Regions from separate parts of the Mus musculus genome. Here region 1 is linked to region 2. The links are chromatin contacts, called in public HiChIP or PLAC-seq maps. All regions are on one chromosome and are shown on one strand. The core of a region is the stretch at or near the end of the contact, and the rest is flanking DNA. Distances in the headings are between cores, read along the strand shown.

Evidence for each region. HiChIP or PLAC-seq counts read pairs in DNA pulled down with a chosen protein or histone mark.
Region 1: an H3K4me3 HiChIP or PLAC-seq map of forebrain shows a contact between it and region 2, with 5 times the contacts expected there. The contact joins the enhancer-like site here to the promoter of Tjp1 in region 2. A contact is called at or near these places in 1 of 39 promoter capture datasets (cranial neural crest) and 5 of 115 datasets of contacts at active chromatin or transcription factors (embryonic basal ganglia, embryonic forebrain, embryonic stem cells and 2 more).

The regions. Positions count from the first base shown.
Region 1 is chr7:65,609,223-65,612,347 of GRCm38.p6, forward strand. It overlaps BC046251 (cDNA sequence BC046251), which reads left to right. Exons shown (of 8, transcript NR_131060.1): 3 at 120-350; 4 at 508-764; 5 at 1,075-1,182; 6 at 1,532-1,679; 7 at 1,950-2,030. Among named protein-coding and RNA genes, the nearest start is that of BC046251, 29 kb to the left of the region's middle. Within about 2 kb of position 1,584, at least 13 of the 459 cell types and tissues checked have an H3K27ac peak or open chromatin away from gene starts, as enhancers often do. A contact at or near this core is called in forebrain, where this site is marked.
Region 2 is chr7:65,369,813-65,372,644 of GRCm38.p6, forward strand. Tjp1 (tight junction protein 1) reads right to left here and starts at 1,432. Exons shown (of 27, transcript NM_001163574.1): 1 at 998-1,432. The coding sequence starts at 1,024.

The DNA of each region.
Region 1 (3,125 bases), core at 334-2,833, 240 kb after region 2:
ATGTATGTAATTCAGCAAGGATGATGGGTATCATGAGAGTGGACTATAAAAGACTATGTTTTCCATCTTCTTTATTCATTCATTCTCTGACTCTTCTCACATGCTTGCTGTGATTATAGCGAGTTGGGGACATTCACACGGCAAGAAGCTGGGGGCAGCCTCCGACCACCGCCAATGGAGCACGACCCTTATCCCAGTGTCTAGCAGAACTGAATGCCTCCAAAAAGGACATGGGGGAAGCTTAGACGCGATCCTGCTCCAGTGGCACCTTCAGATGACATCATGTCTGACACCCTGACTGTAGCCTTCTGAGAAACCTGGAGCTGGATTCACAAGTGAGCTGTGTCCAGGTATCCTGCCCGCAGGTGCTGTTTGTGTTAATAGTTTATTATGCATCAGTAGATGATGAGGATACTCACCCTTTCATACTTTCATCGAAACCAACTACTAGAGGTTGTTCCCTGTGCTTCCCATAGCACCTGACTTTACACCCTTCTGGAATTCCAGGGAAGGTAGTCAGTTACTTAGGGAGGAGCCTACTGCCCCAGCCACATATGCCTCCGGATACCCTTTCCTCTGCTGGACGACTGCTGCTCCAGTCTGATCTTGATCCCGAGTTCTTCTGGGAGTGAGTGCTCCTTTCATTCTTCTGCCTCGCTCATCTGGTGCTCCCAAGCTAGGCTCAGAGCCACGTGGTCTTCTTCTGTGTGCCTGACCTGGATTCCTGACCTAGAGCCTGATTGCTGCATTTCTGATCTGATCTGGTCGGTAGAGTTTTTTGCTTTGTGTTTTGGTTTTTTGTTTAATAATTGCAGCTGTATTCTATGGGTTACATTTTTTTTTTTGACTTTGCACTGTACCCACACAAATCAAAAATAGCTTTGGCAACCCATCCCTGCAGGATGGTCAGATTCCATCCATCAGAAATATAAGGCTGGGTTCTGAGTTAGTAAAGCAAGGCCAGCTCCTGGCACCAGCTCTGGCCCATGGCTCCTGGATGACTCCCCTTGATCTTGTATCTCCAGTTCTGAGGCAGAAAGCATTTCAGATGCATGTGTCTTCCCATCTTTCCAGGGCGCATGGGATGGAACTTGGCAGACATGCCTGGTCCTCATAGGGAGATGTGAGTGTATCAGCTCCGAGCAAGATTGCCAGCTGGCACCGCCACCCAGTGGCACAGCGGTGAGTCACAGAAGCTGCAAGGAGTGGGATGTGGGGCTGAGAATCAGTTTCCAGGCTCCCAGCAATTAGAAGCAGGCCATTGACTTGGGGCCAAGAGAAAAGAGCAAAAGTCCTGTTTCCTGGCGCCCTGGGGCTTCCACACACTCATGCCAACCTGCTTGCCCTCTGCTCCCATGATTGCTTTCTGTGGACACTATTTTGGAGTGATGGCTAGACTCAGCTGTTTTAGCTTCAGAACAAGGCTTACTACCCAAGGACAGGTTGGGCTTAGACAAACAAAACCGTTGTAGCCTGTGAGCAGGATCGTTATCTCCTCAAAGAGATGGAACTATAACAAGCCTGTCTGCAGTTATTGCAAACGCTGAAACACCGCCTGCCTGGAAGTCTCTGCATAAGGGCACCCCCAGGAATGCCTCTGTGCAGACAGCGTCTACTCTCCTGCCTCTGTAGCTGTACCACAGTGTGTGGATAAACTCTACTTCCGCTTTCACGTCCTGGTAAGTCCTTTCATCTCCCACATCACTGGCCCATTACCAACACTTCCTGACACAACTTTGGGACCCACATGGGGACTTCTCTTCTTGCCTCCCCTCCGAGTAATGCTAGTGGTATTTGGTCAGTTGTTCTGTGGCAACTGAAAGTCCTAGCTGGGGCTGCTTTCCAGAGATGCCCAAAGGCCTCCAAGTTGTGACCCTGGGTTACCATCATGCATTGGGATTCCTTTTGGTGCCTTGTGGAAAAGCTTACTGCCCATTCTTAACTGACAGACCCTGGCCAAGGCTACACTTTGGACGGACATGAAAGCAATGGAGAAGCTGGACGGTTTTTACATTTTACAGCCCGTGATGGTAAGGGGGTTACATTCCTCTCCTCAGAGCCCCTTTCGCTCTCAGTGAGGGGTATGATTGGCAGCTACTCATTCAGGATGAGCCCACATATCTTTGGAGGACTCCCACTCCCTTCTCCCTGACAGATTTGCTGCCACTGCACTTTGGAGGGCTTGTGTCTTCTATTCCTTCTCCCATCTCGATGTCTGTACTATTATTTATCTGAACTGGCACAGTGGCAGCTGACTCACGTGCTTTCGCAACCCTTGCCTTTCTGTCTCATTCCTCAAGCACTGTTGTGGAGTAAGCCCCCACCTTCCATTGAGTCAGTGAGTGAGCCTCTCCTTTGCTTACACAAATCCCTTGAATAATCTAACCTTGCACTGAGAGGTAGACATGTCTTTGTGTTGATGTCCCTGAACTTGGAGAAACCCTTTTTAGTAGGTGAATCCCCCTTATAAAGGGGTGCCTCCAGTCCATTATAGATAGTAAGAGGGGGTCACTACTTACTAAGAGAACCTCCTGTGGGGCAGTTCCTCAGTAGTCTGGCTGTGGGACAGACCTCTTTCCCTTCTGACTTCCCAGTAAGCTATATTCTTAAATACTGGAACACTGGAACAAATTTGAGCCACACACAGGTAATTTTCCTGTGTGATGTCACCAGGCTACAATCTGAGAAGCATTGTCAGGTCTGGACCCTCTACAATACACCAAGTCTATACCTTACTTTTTCTGTTACAACCTTATAAAGTCCTCTAAAGTCCTTGACGGCACTGTCCCAAGATTCTGCCTTGCATGAGAGAAGCTACATGTGTCTTGCCAAATTTGGAAGACCAATATCCAATCCAGATTTTTTTTTTTCGAGACAGGGTTTCTCTGTGTAGCCCTGGCTGTCCTGGAACTCACTTTGTAGACTAGGCTGGCCTCGAACTCAGAAATCCGCCTGCCTCTGCCTCCTAAATGCTGGGACTAAAGGCGTGCGCCACCACGACCAGCTCAAATGTTCTTGATAACCCCTGCTAGGGCTGCTTTCACTCTGACCCTATAGCCAGGGTTCCTGCTGCTCCCCTGGACAGCCCCAATCCTTTAAATCTCTCTACCTTACCTAGATACACA
Region 2 (2,832 bases), core at 182-2,681:
CTCAAAAAAAAAGATACAAACTAAATTACTCCTACAGGAGCAATACTCTATTCCTTAAAACAATCTATACTAAACCTTGTATCTGCCAAAGAAACAAGGTCCTGTCAAGAATTCAGAAATTTCCATCTATTCTCAAAGGTTATGATTAAGTATTTCAAATAGAAAACTACATAAAATCACCACCTGTTTAAGCTGTTTGAATAACGGATTGATTTTTCTCACACTGTATGTCTGTCATTGAAAAAGCAAGCACTTTAGGATTTTTTTTTAATTAAAACGTACAAAAGAAGGATTCTACTTCATCTTTAAGAATTTTAGCCTAATGTAATAATAATATAACACACTGTCAAGAAGCACACTTCAAAGCACACAGGAAAATAGGCAAGTTGTTTTGTGCAGAATTCACCGGGCTCTTTTGGTTTGCACCCATCTTACTGTCCATGTGTAGGGACACTTTGTGCTACTTCTGAAAGTTGAAATTAAAGTGCTTAAAAACTTTCCTCCTTCTGTGGCCTCACATAAATAATAAACCTCAAAATAAACCATAGCTACTCTAGAGCTGAGTGTTTTGCTGTCTCCAAGCTTTATCGCTGCCATTGCGCATACCGCAGCGGGTGACATCAGATCGAAACTATAGGGTTTCGTCGGGTACCAACCACTCCTCCAGAGCCAGCCCCGCGGCTACCCACCCACCCTCCTGCTGCAGCTGACACCCCCGGGTCTCCGCAGACACGCTCCCGGGACCTGAGAATCCTCACCCGGGGCGACTTTCCAGGCGCGGGACCTGTTGCACGTCGCCTCCCAGCGCGAGCCGGAGCCAGGCACCGGCAGCCGTGCACCTGCCCGGGCGGCAGGCGCACCCCCAGCCCGCCCTCCCGCCTTCCCTCACCGCCCCGCCGCGGTCGCCCCCGGCTGCCGCCGCGGGGAGGGCGGGGCGAGGCTCCCCCGCCGCCCCCCGCCGCCCAGCCCGCCGCCCGGCTGGCCGAGAGGTTCTCACCTTAGCGGCCGCGGCCCTGGCGGACATCTTGTCTCTCTCCGCGCCGCGCGAAGCTCCTCGGACCCGAAACTCCGCGCCGCCGGCCCGCCCGCTCCTCACGCCACCGTCCGCATAAACATCTCCCGGGGACGAGCGGGGCAGGGGCGGGGGAGGCCGGAAAGGCCCGGCCCACGGGGAGGGGATTCAAGTGGGACAAAAGTCCGGGAAGCGTCCGCCCCGCCCGGGCTTCTCCGCGGGGCACACCCGGCCGCCTGCTCGGCCTCCGCCGCCCTCCGCCGGCTCGCCGCTCCGCAGTACCCGGGCCTCCGGCTGTCCCCTACACCCTCGGGCGTCTCCTCCAAAGCCTGCTCCCGCACGTAACTTCCCCGGAACGCGCGGCCGCCGAGAGACGTGCCGTCGGCGGGCAGAGCCGTCGCGGGCAACTCAGGCGGCCACGCAAAACCTGCCGGACCGGGCCACTGAGCATGCCCAGCCGGCGGGGGCGGGGCCTCCGCGAGGGGCGGGGCCAGGCCGGGTCCGACCCCCGCGCGGAAGGAAAAGCTCGGCTACCCAAGTTACTTGCTAGGCGGTTTCCGCTGCCGCGCGATCCATCCTGTTTGTTTTTATCACAGATCCGGCAGAATTCGATTCACCCCCACCCCCGAGAACCCCAAACTCCTGTGTACTAAAGCTTTTTGACTCCCTACACAGACTTGTCTACTTTCTCCTCAACCAGCAACCCCAGATGGGCCCCACGCAGGAGTGTGACAATTAAGGTCGGCCTGGCCAATACCCAACTGTGGTTTCTTTAGCCTCGCAAGTAACAATGGTCACAACTGTCACCATGTGTCTCGGCACTGTTACCCCATTGGAGATATGTTTTTGTTTAAAGCACAACAGAAGCGTTCTAGAAGGCTCAGGACAAACCGACTGCCTTAAATAAACCAGGTACAAATCTGGACACTGAGATAATCCCAGCCCCCTTCTCCCGCCTCGCTAGACAGGGATCTCAATAGAATATTTTAGGCTATCAAGATTGCTGAAATTCTTGGCCCCTGAAGAGACAGAGCAGGCTGCCTGCCTTTCTAAACCAGAAAAGGATGTAAGGACACGCGGAATTCAACAAGTTCAATAGGCCACTGTGCAAACTTAGGCCAACTGTCTTGCTGAACCAAAAAAAAAAAAAAAAAAAAATTAGGTAGAAAACTATTTCGAGCTTCATTAATTTACATTCTGTATACTGCAAAGCTCTTAAGGAATATTAGAAAAATTTAGTAACATTAGATAACATCCTAAAGTACCTAGCATAGTGCTACAGTAGCCATACAAGGAAGAGGGAGACAGAAGCATCGGCTTTTAGACTATTGTTGTCTTTTGAGAATTCAACTATATGACCAATTTAAACCTAATTCTAACTTGGAAATATCCATACATGAAATGTAAACATCAATTAAGGTTTCAAAGTCAAGTATTTTGTAACTCTAAGCCAGCTGAACCAGAAAAGAGCATCGTGCAAACCAAACCCTGTTTCTCGGCATGTAGGAAAACAGTTAAAGTCAGTTTTGTTTTTTGTTTTGTTTTGTTTTAGTTGTGGTGTGTGTAGTTATTTCACAGGCAAAGTGTCCTGTGTTCTCTCAAAGGGGGTGATTAAATTTATCCTATGAGAAAACAGCATTATAAAAGACTTGGGTGTGCTGTGGCTGAGAAAGCGGTTCCTGAAGGACTTTCATACCAGGGAGGGCATTACCATTTAATAAGAGATGCACTCTGCAAACCTGCCTAGCAGTTTGATGCGCCTACTCCTTCCCTTTTCTCTTTGGTCAATCAGTTTATCAAGTCTATTATGTAAGCTAAAT